Regions from separate parts of the Anas platyrhynchos genome. Here region 2 is linked to region 1. A link is a contact called in public Hi-C data. All regions are on one chromosome and are shown on one strand. Each heading gives the region's core, a stretch centred on a gene start, on an enhancer-like site or on the middle of the called end of the contact. The rest is flanking DNA. Distances are from core to core; before and after follow the strand shown.

What was found. A called contact is a pair of places that touch in the nucleus more often than the background predicts.
Region 2: a Hi-C map of subcutaneous adipose tissue shows a contact between it and region 1, with 4 times the contacts expected there. The contact joins two enhancer-like sites. A contact is called at or near these places in 6 of 8 Hi-C or Micro-C datasets (F1 follicle, F5 follicle, skeletal muscle and 2 more).

What each region holds. Positions count from the first base shown.
Region 1 is chr4:21,188,478-21,194,767 of IASCAAS_PekinDuck_T2T, forward strand. It overlaps PDGFRL (platelet derived growth factor receptor like), which reads left to right. Exons shown (of 6, transcript XM_027456180.3): 2 at 1,066-1,360. Among named protein-coding and RNA genes, the nearest start is that of PDGFRL, 8.6 kb to the left of the region's middle. Within about 2 kb of position 2,949, at least 7 of the 8 cell types and tissues checked have an H3K27ac peak or open chromatin away from gene starts, as enhancers often do. A contact at or near this core is called in subcutaneous adipose tissue, where this site is marked.
Region 2 is chr4:21,247,856-21,254,145 of IASCAAS_PekinDuck_T2T, forward strand. The region is part of intron 7 of MTUS1 (microtubule associated scaffold protein 1); the gene reads right to left. Among named protein-coding and RNA genes, the nearest start is that of PDGFRL, 68 kb to the left of the region's middle. Within about 2 kb of position 3,191, at least 1 of the 8 cell types and tissues checked has an H3K27ac peak or open chromatin away from gene starts, as enhancers often do. A contact at or near this core is called in subcutaneous adipose tissue, where this site is marked.

The DNA.
Region 1 (6,290 bases), core at 1,699-4,198:
AGTTAAAGTGTGAATATCTTCGTTATTAATTAATTAATTTATTTCAAAGGCTGCTATCAACCTACAGGGGTGCTAAACTATGGAAATGCTGGTGACTTACCTTGCTCTTTGCTGTGTGACTGCATGTGGGGAATGCCTGGCATGGCTAGGCAATGTCGAGCAGAGGTGGAGTGTTGCTGTTGTGCTGTTTTGGCATGCCTTGCATAGGGGTGAGGCACTGAGGCAAGTCAAAGAAAGGGTCATCAAAAAGATCTTGAGGAGTTTGCAGAGGAATTTTGAAGCTCAAAAGCATTTTACACCTTTCCACCCAAGAAGTCAGCACAGTGAGCTTGATCCCATATGCATTTGAGTCTGGGGGTTAGTTGTTTGTTTTCCTAAAAAGGGTAACTTTGTGATAGTCAGTTTGAGATACCTCTCTTTTCCATTTCATTTGCTTAGTTTTTAAAGGCTGCTGAGCATCCCTATTGCCTCTAGCAGGTAATGAAATCTCCTACCATTTGCCTCTAAATGAGACTTCAGTTTCCACGATAAGTGGCCATAATAGAGAAGTGATGAATTAAATGCTGCCTTCAGGTGACTTCCCAGTTTTTCTTCACGTTTCTCTTACAGTAACCCGGTCTGTGAAAAAGCTGTGCAGAACTGATAAATGTGTATAAAGAGATAAATATGTATAAAGATGGGGGACTTGTGTAGCATTGCATACTAAATGGCAGTGATAGGAGGTAGCAATGACAAAAGTAACAGGAGGGAAAAATGCTGTCTTTCTTTCCTGTACCATCTGAGAAGTTCACATGCCTTACATATTTGTCTGTTTATGTGACCTGTAAGTATAGATTTTCCACATGTTATTGAAAGCTTTCTCTTTTTTTTTTTTTTTCTTTCCAGGAAAATGAGTCATGTCAGAGACTTCAAAAACTTATGGAAATTAACTCTTAATCATATTTGTGAATCTTTTATAGGAAGATCAAAATATTCTCTGTGATAATAACGGAGAATTGTTTTGCAAGAAGACTGTATAACCTGTTTCTAATCAATAATGTTGTCTTCTTTTCCTTATTTTACCAGTTATTGGACAGTCTGCAAAAAATAAACATCCAAAAGAACCAGGGGAAAACAAAATCAGGCCTGTCAATAAAAAAGTAAAACCCAAAGGCCCCAAAATGAAGGAGAGAGAATCTGCTGACTCCTCTTCCAAGTCGCAGTCCATACTGATGCAGGTGATGGATAAAGGTCGCTTCCAGAAACTAGCTGCCACTTTGAGCCTGTCCGCGGGACAAAGCATAGAACTGCGCTGCAAGGGGAGCAACATTACTTGGAGCTATCCTTCATACCTAGACACCTTCAAAGACTCCAGACTCAGGTAAGCTATTTTTAATTTTTTGGGGGGAAAAAGATGTGCTACCCAATGGCTGCGTATGCCTGTAACAAAGGAGAAGCATCTTCCAGTCACGCCCAGTTCCTGCCCCTGTGATGTGCACTGTGCAACAGTCTCATAGCACGTGAACTGGATTTCCTTCAGATCAATCTAAAACAGAAGTTGTGGTCCAGGGGGACACCAGTGTGCTTCAGCCACTACCAAAGAACCACACTAGAGCTGATCTGAAGTAAAAATATCAAAATAGGTGAGAGGGGATGTCAGGTACTCACTACCAGCTCTGGTGTTCCACAGAGACCTGCTGCTCTTGGGCTGTGCTGGCTGCTAGCATAGGTATCACCTGAGACACACACATTAATTTCCTGAAGAGGCTCAAACCCACATCTCTCAATTGAAAATAAATAAAAATACATCAACCAGTGCTCTAAGGAGTGAGTGAGTGTAGACTTTACCTCTTCTGTCAAAGTTACCCTTGCATACAGAGGGAATTGCAAGGTGGTGAGATGGAGTTTAACGCTGAGGATAGTCGCCTTGGGTTTAGGAAGGCTTTTTCTTTCATCTAGTGACAGCTTAATGGAAACCACATAAATAGTTGCGAGAGCAGGAAGAGGAGCTAAGGACTTTCTCCCTCTCTTTGCCCCAGCAGGTGAGTGTACTGTTGTTCTAAACAGCACTAAGACCCGTACTTTTGTTGGCCTTCCCAGTTCTCGAGCATAGCACATGATAGGGAAGTGTAGATTGAATGTATTAATTTCATTCTGTATTTAAAAGAGAAAGGGCGTAAAAAGGAGTTCAAGGGTGTCTTCCACTAACACTTTTTTGCCAAAAGAAGAGCCTGTTTGTTTTCACTATCTGTTTTATGGAGATTTATTTAAGTGTCTATGAAAGACAAGTGGTCAGGAGACTGAGGAGCACTATGAACAAGTCCCTAAACAATAGCCAGAAGGAGTATTTCTTGCATTATTAGGTAAGAGGAGCACAGAAGTATGAGCAAAGGTATCAAGCACTACTGTCCTTTTTTTCCTAAATTAAGTAAAAGTTTGTGGGATCTTAAATAACCAAGGTTGTCTGAATCCCTGTGATCCATTTCCCTTCCTTACAGGCATGAAGCCGCCTTAAAATCACAGTCAGTTACTTTTTCAGATATACTTTTCTTTCTACTTCTCTTTTCAAAGAATAGGGTTAAAAATTGACAACTGTACCCTGTGGTCTGTATCGTACCCTTACGAAATTCATGAGCTGATTCTTTTCTTGAGTGTATATTTACTTGTCCCATTGCAGCTTAGGAGTTCAAGAATAAACTGGCTGCATAAACTTCTTTATAGCTTGTATAAGACTTCTGGTGTAAGAAGTTACAGCAACAAGCCTATTTATGCTGAGGGCTTATCTCAGCAGTATCTCTCAAAGATCTTGTAGCTGGTTTGAATAATTACTGTGTTTAATTTTGCAATAAATGGTATTTTATTCAGAGTTATGCCACTAGGTGGCATGTGTCAGCCGCAGTATGGGCCTGGCCTACTAGCACGCCAAAGAAGAATGCAAAATCATACCAAAAGGGAGAGGGTGTGTGGTGGTGGGTCTTACTTCTAAGTGTAGCTCACCCTTTGCGCATCTGCAAATAGGCTGCTTTTGTGGTTTGGACTGTGTGCATGGCCCTGTAGATAACGTGTACATGTTATCTGAGTATTAACATCTGGCACTGAAGAAGGCAAGGCAAGTATTCTCAGTTTTCAGAGAGGGATCTGAATGCTGCTTCGTTATTTGTTTGACTGTCTGTGCTTCTCTTGTACTGGTTTAGTGATGCAAAAGGGGTAAAATACAAGAATTTAGGTGGTTTGGGAAAAAAAAAGATATGCGTTTCCTAGTTCTGTAATCTGCCATTTCGCAGTTTGAAGTAGTTTGGAATTCTGTTGCCTCAGCAGTTTACGTCTGTGTTCTCATTCACGTCCACAGAATTTGTAATTTCGTAACAGTAAAACAAAAGTTAATAATGTCACCCACAATAAATGCTGTAAAACATTTTAGATGGCTATATCTTGCCTAAGTATTTTATTTTAGGACTACATTAGGGTTCTATCTAAGGGTCTATATTGAAATATGATGATCCTTGCTTTAGAAAAAATGTTGAGAAGTAGATTTCTGAAGCAGTAAGACTGATTTAGACTGAATTAACTTTTAATTGTAAGCAGAAGACCCTAGAACTAACTAGAGAAATTGAAGACACATATTAATAGCACATTTCAGAGTCACAGAATGGTAATAATGTATGGAGACATTGGCAACCAAATCTTGTGCATCACGTTTTTATCATGTCTTTGTTAATTATCTCAAGATCTCTGCTGTAGTGCTAACAGATGCACGCAAAACAGTCTTTGTAGAATGTGCCCTTTATGAAAAGCAAAATTTGTATTCCTTCATTTTAGAGAGCTTTGACTGAATGTAACTGAAAGTATCTTGAAGACCTCATCTAGTTAGCTTTCAAGAGGAGCTTAGATCTTCTTGGCATGCAAAAGTCCGTGCAGTAGCATCAACTATAAAAAGCAATTCTCTTAATTTTACAAATATTTTACACAGATTATTTTAAAACAAATTGCTAAATGTAGGGCAGAGGGGAGAAAATGAGGAAAAATGATTAACAAGTAACTTACAGCAAGAATGGTGTAATCCTGTAAATAGATTTGTGTTCAATATATGTTTTTGTGCTTAAAGATGCAGTGTAAGAGGTGAGATATCCATTGCCAGTTAGTGAGGCGTGGAGAGGAGCACAGGCCAATAAACTGTACCTTGGACTTCCACGCTGTCCTTGCAAAAGCACTGGGACAACTGGAGGTGGCAGCAGCAGGGGCAAAGTGGTTGGGGTCTGTGGAGGTACTGGAAAGTGAAAAGGAACGGGAGGAGAAGGAGCAGGTTGCTGGGACTGGAGGACAGGAGAGGCAGTGGTGACAAGGTCTGTGCAATTGCTGGGGACTGACGACTGCCTTCTCTTTGCTCGATGGCACATCCCTAAAGCAACGGATGCTCAGGCATCCAGTTCTTGCTTGTCTTTAAGTAGCAGAAGGTACATAAAATTCAATTGATCTGGTGGGAGTACTCATGAATTTTAGGAAAATCATAAAGCCAAGAAGCATCTTGCATCTCCTGGGAGCTACTGACATCCTCAAACTCCAGCTGTTACTGGGAGGAAGCTTGGAGGATCCGTAGCATCTAGCAGAATTGCAACTGCGTGGGGCAAGAGAGACTTTTAAAGTTCAGGGTTGTGATGGGTCAACTAATTGGAGGGTTTGGTAGCAGCAGAGCTCTGGGGCAGAAGCTGGTGTTGAAGGTGCTGACCAAGGTCTGCTTCCTGTAGCGAAGAAGGAGATCTGGGGCAGAGAGTGTGTTTTGGTTTGCAGCTACTGAAATGTTTGCATTTCCTAGGGGTGGTTACAAAAAGAGGTAGTGATAAAAGCCAGATGTTTTGCCTCCGTGCCGTGCTTATCATGTTTTTATCTCACCCATATGGAAAGGAGAAGACAGCAGCCTGGAGGACAATATGAGTTTTCTAAGAAGGAAGAGGTTATATTTACAAAAGCCAGTTTTGTAATACTGATGGCTGTGGTTTCTTTGTTTTTAGAGGTATACTTTATGGCTTTGTAGATGAAGTATTTTTGCTTGGCAGTACCAGAGAGTATGTGTTTTATAGGTCTGTAGCTGTTAACATATGCTAAAATTATCACATGGGGCTTGTGAGGGGAAGATGCTGAGTGAAAGGAGGACAACTCTGGCAGTCTCTTATCTTCAGCTGGAGGATGAATCCTCTCTTTCCACTGCCGTAACTGGAGGAAATACCAGCACACACTGGAATGACAGACTTTGCTTTAGAGACCATAGCAGACAATACAGGTCAGGGAAGAGAGCTAAAATTGTGTAGACTTTGCTGTTAAGTTAGGGGCACCCATCAGCTCGCTTCAGGACTAGCTTATTATCTGCAGTGCTCTCTTACCCTATGCAGCATAAATACACCCTCCAGATAACTCTTCGTCTGGAAATCGTGAGTGCTGGTGGAGTAATGTAGCCAAACTCCTGGCGTTAACAGTCAAAGATAGCGCGGGCACCCCTGGAATGGCAGGGCTGGAATGCTGCTTCATAAAACGGTATGTAACCAGTTAATGACTGCAGGCTCACCCAGAAACCGGCCCTACAGTGTGTGAGAAGGATCAAAAACTGAGAGGGATGAAGGAAAAAGAAGGGCAAGTACCTTTTCGCTTTCTTCTGCTTGAGAGCAAAAAGGTGCTCTGGACAAAGGCTGACTTCACGTGGTCTGTGCTCTGCCTGACATGGAGCAGGGGTCTCTCCCATGTCAAAACCAGCTGTATCTATCAGATGAAAGTCTGTGATAAATAAACTTGGATGAAATGGAACTGCTCCAGTTGGGTCAGAGTTGGAGAAGCACCATGTGCATGTTTGTATGTGGACAAGGAGCACTTTCCTAAGCCTTGAGGAAACCATGAATGTTTTACAGGACAAATCTAGGCTGCTTTAAATTGACACAGGCTCCTGCTGGCTTAGAGGGTTGTTGTCTGTGCTTACGTCTAGCTGCATGTCTTTTATTTCCCTGTGCCCTGAAATTTGAAAGCTAGGAGGCTTTTTTCTCATGCTAAATGCTAAGGATGTTATGGCCCTCTCCTAGTGAGCCTGTGTTTGAGATAAGCTCTTCTGTGTCAGTATGACTGCAAGCTGCTTGAAAGGAGGTTGCTAGATACTCTTAAGTGAGGCCATGTACACTATATTTTTATCATCCTTTATCTCTTTCTAGCTTCTAAACTTGGCATAGCTTTTCTGAGAAAGGTCTTTTGAACTTAAAATAACTAAAGCTTAATAAGGTGAATGTATGGAATAGGATTTTCAAGTAGTTTTTTTCTTTTTTTCTTCTTTA
Region 2 (6,290 bases), core at 1,941-4,440, 60 kb after region 1:
GTCCTGCCATGGTTAGTTCGCACCATCTGCAAATCTTTCCCAGACCCCACTAACTGCCTCCCCAGTAGAAATCCCAATCCCTTTTCCCCAACTCTGCATCCTTCCTGAATACGTTCAGGACTGCCAGCTGGCCTGTTTGCAGACATTAAGATAACTTCACATCTGGGAAAAGACTTCCAGAGGGTGGGGTCACGGAAAGAAGCCCTGCTATACATATGTACATGCAAGTAGGTGTGTGTAGGAAACCCTCACACAGTACCAGAGGGAAAAATGACAAGTCCACCCTTTTTGTGGCTCCAAGTTCTCACACACGCCAGGGAGTGAAAGGGCTGAAACGCAGCCAGAAAGGAAGGAGCTATCTGAGTTTCAATGCCTGAACTCATTCCTTCCCTAATGCTTGAGTCCAGCTCTTTGTTGACTGCGATGCTCAGCATCACAAATATAGGACTGGAAAAAAAAACTTCAGAAACCATTTACATCATTCCTTGCAGAAGCAAAGTAATCGCTACCAAGACATAAAAAGCACTTTGCCATACTTCGACTGTCTCAAGTCTCACCATAGCACAGTCCCCTGCATGCTTGTCATGGTACCTTCTCTTCTAGTTCAAACCTGATCTGACCTCACATAGATTAGATCCCTGCCTATAATTGCCTTCACATCACGTTTTTTCATGCAGACACTAACAAGCTAGCAGGGGAAGTTTTTTCTTCTGTTCTCACATACATACAGTAGTCTGCTATGTGCTGAGAAGCCAGACATTTAGACAGCTTTTTTTTTTTTTTCAAATAATTTTTAAAATGATTCCATCCCAAAGGGCTATCAAGCATTGTAAGCATGCTCAGGATAAACATATCAAGTAACTGGGAGAGACACTCTCTTACTTGGATTTGTAAGTAATAAACTAACAGGCTCAATTTTTGACATCAAATTTATTCTAGATCTGTCAAACTTAGCTTTTAAAACCTAGGGTCATTTCAACCAATTGTAGGAAGAACTTCAATGAAATCCCAAACTCAGGTCTCACAGCTTTTAGAATTAAGTCCTTAAGTATGAAAGGCACTTTCTGCTTACTTACTCTAGAGCTCTACTTTGTTGCCATAAATGCAAACAAAACAAAAAACCCTGTAATGAATTTGGAACCTAAAATGAATCACCAAACTTGAATCAGTGGCAGGCACAACTAAAGTTGCAATTCTTCCTTCATACCAGCATATGATTAGTTAACCACCAGAACATTTATCAGCTCAGCTTAATGTTTGATCCAAGAATTTGCTACTTCGCACTAGTTTTTCTGAACTGCTTGAAGTCTTTCAGAGTCCCCATTAGGCTCAGTAACTTGCAGGGAAAGATAATGTTTCCTTGAAAAGGACTGTATAGAAGAGACCTGTAAAATACATTTTCACCACAGGACCGACACATTAATATGCAACATCATTTCTTATATAGTATCTGCAGTTATCTAGGATGGAGAGAGAGGAATTTTGTTGTTGAGTGAACTCAGAAGCTATTTATTCAATCACACTAGTATGAACTGATGTTAGATGACTGTAACAAATGCCACTGGATTTGAGCACAGCACTGAAACGCTGCCTAAAGGATATTATGGAAGAAAAAGTAGGGCAGGCAATGGGGATTTAAAGAGCCCCCAGAGTGTTAGTTATATTTTGTATTCTTGTCTTTGTGCCAAGATTGCTTCTGAATATATCCAGCAATAGCTTCCTGTGTTTGTGAAACTCTACATTCATTTAAAGACAAACACATCCAAGATTACACTCAAATTCACTGATGTTGTTCTTTAAAAAGCTAAGTGATAGCAGTTCTGAGCACACAGAAAGCACTACAGTGACTGCTGCGCTGTTTGTAGTCATATTTTACCTACCAAAAGATGATCACAGAGTTCAATTTAAATATATTTCTTATAAAATAGATGAGCACAGTTCACAGCTTCAAATTGTAAAATAAATAGCTAGCACCCAGATTATTACTCTGGAATGTGCAGATTCATGTTTTAGAGAAGTCACTAATGTTTCAGTATAAAAGAAAAAAAAAAAAGTATAAAACAACTCAGAGATCAAGCTAGAACATGAGTTCTGCCCATAAATAAATAATCAGTGCTGATATAAGCATGATCAAGCTCTTAGGCTAAAAATGAATTGAGAAAAATAAAGGTTACAGTAGCTGTTTGACTTCACAAATCCCTTCAAGAATCAATCTTCGAGCTCTTAGGAGCCAGATAGAAAATGCTATGCTAGCATTTTTAACATTGTTCCCTACAGCATCACCTAATGACCTTGTTTCAAGCAGTATCTGGGTTGGTTTTAATCACAGCCCAGAACCGGCAGCCCAGCACACTGCTCCTCCCCAGCTTCATTGACTTCATTTGATGAGCTCAGGTTCAGTGCTAAATTAGGCTTTTCCCATAACTCAAGAAAACCCACATGAGTAGTTACTGGGCAAAAAGTAGATGAAAATGATAGTACAGATTAACAACAGAATAGAGACATACATTTATCATATTGCAGAGGACTGCCCTGGTAAGTCTAAAAGACCATGTAAGGGAAGGTATGTTATACTTGGTCAGTATCTATATCGTTACACTTATCAACATGATTAACATGAAGTGACAGCTCTGCAGAAAGAAGGAAAATTTAAGAAGCCATCAAAATCAGACAGAAGCTCACAACTTTAGAAGACTGTCTTTTAGGAGGCGGTAGCAGCAGCATAGCATGCCTTAATGAATACCGGCATAGCTAAACATGGGTAAAATTAACCTTGAAAAAGGACTTTAAAGCTACCCCATTGATAAAACTCAATCTGCTGGTCAACAGAATGAAGCAGCATCTCAGAAGAACCACTCCAGATAAAATCATCCATGTGAATTCAATCTTCTGTGCCTCAGTGAAAGCGCAAGGCACAATACAGCATGCCAGGCTCCACAGCCCAGCTCTAACATGCTGCTCAGAGTCCTCTTCTCCAAAGACACACAAAAAATACACTTATCATACAATTAGAAGCAGTCACCATGTCACAGTTAGGGAACTATTTCTGTATTTCCTGTTATGATAAACAGTTTTCCTGTTATTAAGCAGCAAACATTGCTCCCCGGGGACATGCCTAGAACATTGCACACCATTGTCTCGGCCCGCTGAATCGGGCCCGAAGGCAAGCCAGTAGAGCTCATGCAAAGTCCTGCCAAGGGGAAACAAACCAGAACAGGGCAGCGCCCAGAGCTTTTGTAAGCCACAAGACATCAGTCCCCACCCTTCCAGAGGCACGCGTCCCTCTCACTCCTGGCTGCACAGGCCTGGGAGTCAAGGGGCTTCTTGTCCCCATGGCTCCTAACCAGGCCGCACAACTGAAGACCACTGTGGCAAAGGCTGCCTGACAGGCACCACTGCTCTCATCATGAGGTGTTTGTCCTGCCTGCTGCGGGCCCATATAGTAATTCCTATAGAGTGGGGTTGGAAATAGTCATGCATCTTTCTCCACAACTGGTGTTCCCATAGGTCTCTTCTCCTTGAGCTAACAAACCACTGCGAAGGCAGCAGACTTCCATTTTGCATAGCTGGGTGGGGACAGGGGAAACACAACAGGAACTTTCTTGAGGAGCAGATACCGCCGATAACAGTAGCGTTCTCCAGGGAATACCTGCAACACACTGCGAAGACTAAAACCCCTATGTAAGATCCCTGACTACAAACATCCCTACTTATGCTGCTAACAAATGCAGCAAGAACATTCACTGCACTTTCCATAGGCATCTCAACTTCCTTGACCTACCTCATAGCCAAGATGTCCTTCCCAGCACAAAGGACTTTTTTTTTCCCCTCCAAAAGTGACAAAACTTAGTTTGACAAGTTGGTAGAACAGGAGGTGTTTTGTGCAGTACTATTTGCAGAAAGAAGTAAGCCTTGATTTTATACTGGTTACACAAGTAGCGCGTGTTTACAGCTAAAAAAAAGCAAAGTCTTCAAGCCTGCTGTTTTATTTGGAGCAGAATAATTTGAAACTGGCATTTTAAGTTCAGTCCTTATTCTCCAACTGGAAGCATTTCTTATATTCCTGTTTTACTAGTTAATATTTGAAAAAAATACAGCACAATCTATTTTTGCAATAAGTATAAACATTCCATTTTTAATAATTTAAGTGTTTCTGATATTAGCAACATTCACAAGCAGACAAAAATGAAGGCTACTGAAATATCTTAGAAACTGTCAACTCATTAATAAATATTATTTGTAATACTTTCCAGACTTTTCTACTGAAGGATTTCAAGCTCTCTTTAAGAAAATGATGAGCTTTCAGTTAAAGAATTCCCCCACAGATGTCCCCAGCTGTCCTGTTTCCTGCCTAAGCAGAAGTATTTCCATAACATCGCATACAAAATGTTCATACAAGCATCTTGAGAAAAAAACTTTACTTCCTATAAATGTAAGTAGCATATCACCATGCAAAGAAGTAGCAAAAGCAAATTAACCAAGAACTGAACACAGGTTTATTAGCTTCCTTGCCACAACTACTGGACATCAGTTAAGACAACACCAATGGAAGGTTCATAAATAGCAGCTGCGAAGAATGATCTCAGCCAGATACAAGCCAGGTTATTTGAGGTAGGTTATTTCTACGTTTGAGTATGTTGGCAGTTAAATCAAACAGGATTTATTTGTATTTTTTTAAGGAGTATTTAAAGCCGTAAGTTATACTCCTGACACGGTTGATTTTCAGAAGATCAAATACTAGTTTCTTTTCAAGGAAGAATAAAAATAGGAAAAAGTAATGGGGAAGAGCACAATTTGTGGAGACCTTTGGAAAGATGCTGGTGACCCCACTAAGTACAATCTAAATCACCAAGTAAGAATTCTGCAGCGCTGGTTTACTGTATTATTATGATAAAAACAATTGCTGTAACAAACCTCCTCTTAAAAACAAGATTTGATTGAATTAAATCTTTTGACTTCAACACAACTCTATTGAACTATAAACAGAAGAAATATCAAGAGGTGAGCAAATAGAAGAGATACAGGTGAACTCAGCTGCAAGTTAAGCAGCTCGACTGATACAGCCTTCACCAAATTTTGTTCTGAGGGAAGGCAAGCCACAAGAGAATGTTTTCTTGAGAATGGCTTTCCAAACAAGTTAATTTGGGTACAATAGTTAGTGAAATCATCAAGAAGTGTTCGAACTCCACCACCTTCCTCAGCAGCATCAAAACTAACAACTATGGACCTAGTTCTTTCATACGTACAGTGACACTCAGTGATGAGATCTATTTTTTAAAACAATAAAACCTTGGAGAAAAACTTCATTACATGACACTAAACTAACAACAAATCTATAAGCAGAAATTAACATCTCTTGCTGTGAATTACAATGAGAGTGGTCTCAATTTTTTCAGTACTGCCTCCACAGTACTTAACATCAATTGATCAAATGTGATTTTAAGATTCCACCATCCCTTTATATATCAGTTTTCTGTGGCTACAAAGGAAGAAGAGCACTACAAAAGCAATGAACCAATTGGTTACAATACTCAAAACACTGTATTCTAGCACAGAAGTTTCATGGTATCATTTTCCTCAAAATGCCATTGCTCAAATTAAATGAACTGTAGTAAGGCAGAAAGGCTTTAGCTGTCTCAATGCTATAAGCCATTTCTACTATAGTAACAGATTCCTTTGCATAAACTACACAAACTAGTAGAGGCAGAGTCTAAAAGGTTAAGTCTAGTTTTATTGCACTTGAAAACCCCCAAAGAAATTTAAAAGCTATTAAAGTGCTGTTTTTTTTGTTTTGTTTTTGTTTTTTTTTTGTTTTTTGTTTTTTGTTTTTTTTTACTGTAATTGTAGCTGCTTGTCACTTCCAAACCCCAACCCACTTCACAGCAATAGAAGTTACAGCCAGACCACTTTCACCTATTAGACATATCAAGTGGGAATAAATTTAGCATATGCAGTAATATTAGCACAGATAATTTGCTAGGTCTTTTGTGTTTGCTTTCCAATTAACTGTTCTTCTGTGAAGTTGAGCTTGAAACATTAACTCTACTTATTTCACGTTGACAAATACATGAGGCATTCTTCACAGGTAATTAATCTGTGTAAGTGAAGGAATAATAAAACCCAACATCACTCACTATAGCATAGGGCCAGAATGCAAAAGCTGCCATGCATCTGCTTTTCACAGTACTCTGCTTCCTCCCAAGTTTTTCTGAGCATAGCTCCTCATTTGCATCCACTTTCATGCTTTATTAAAATACATACGCAGTTTAAGTGTTGTCATCACATATAAA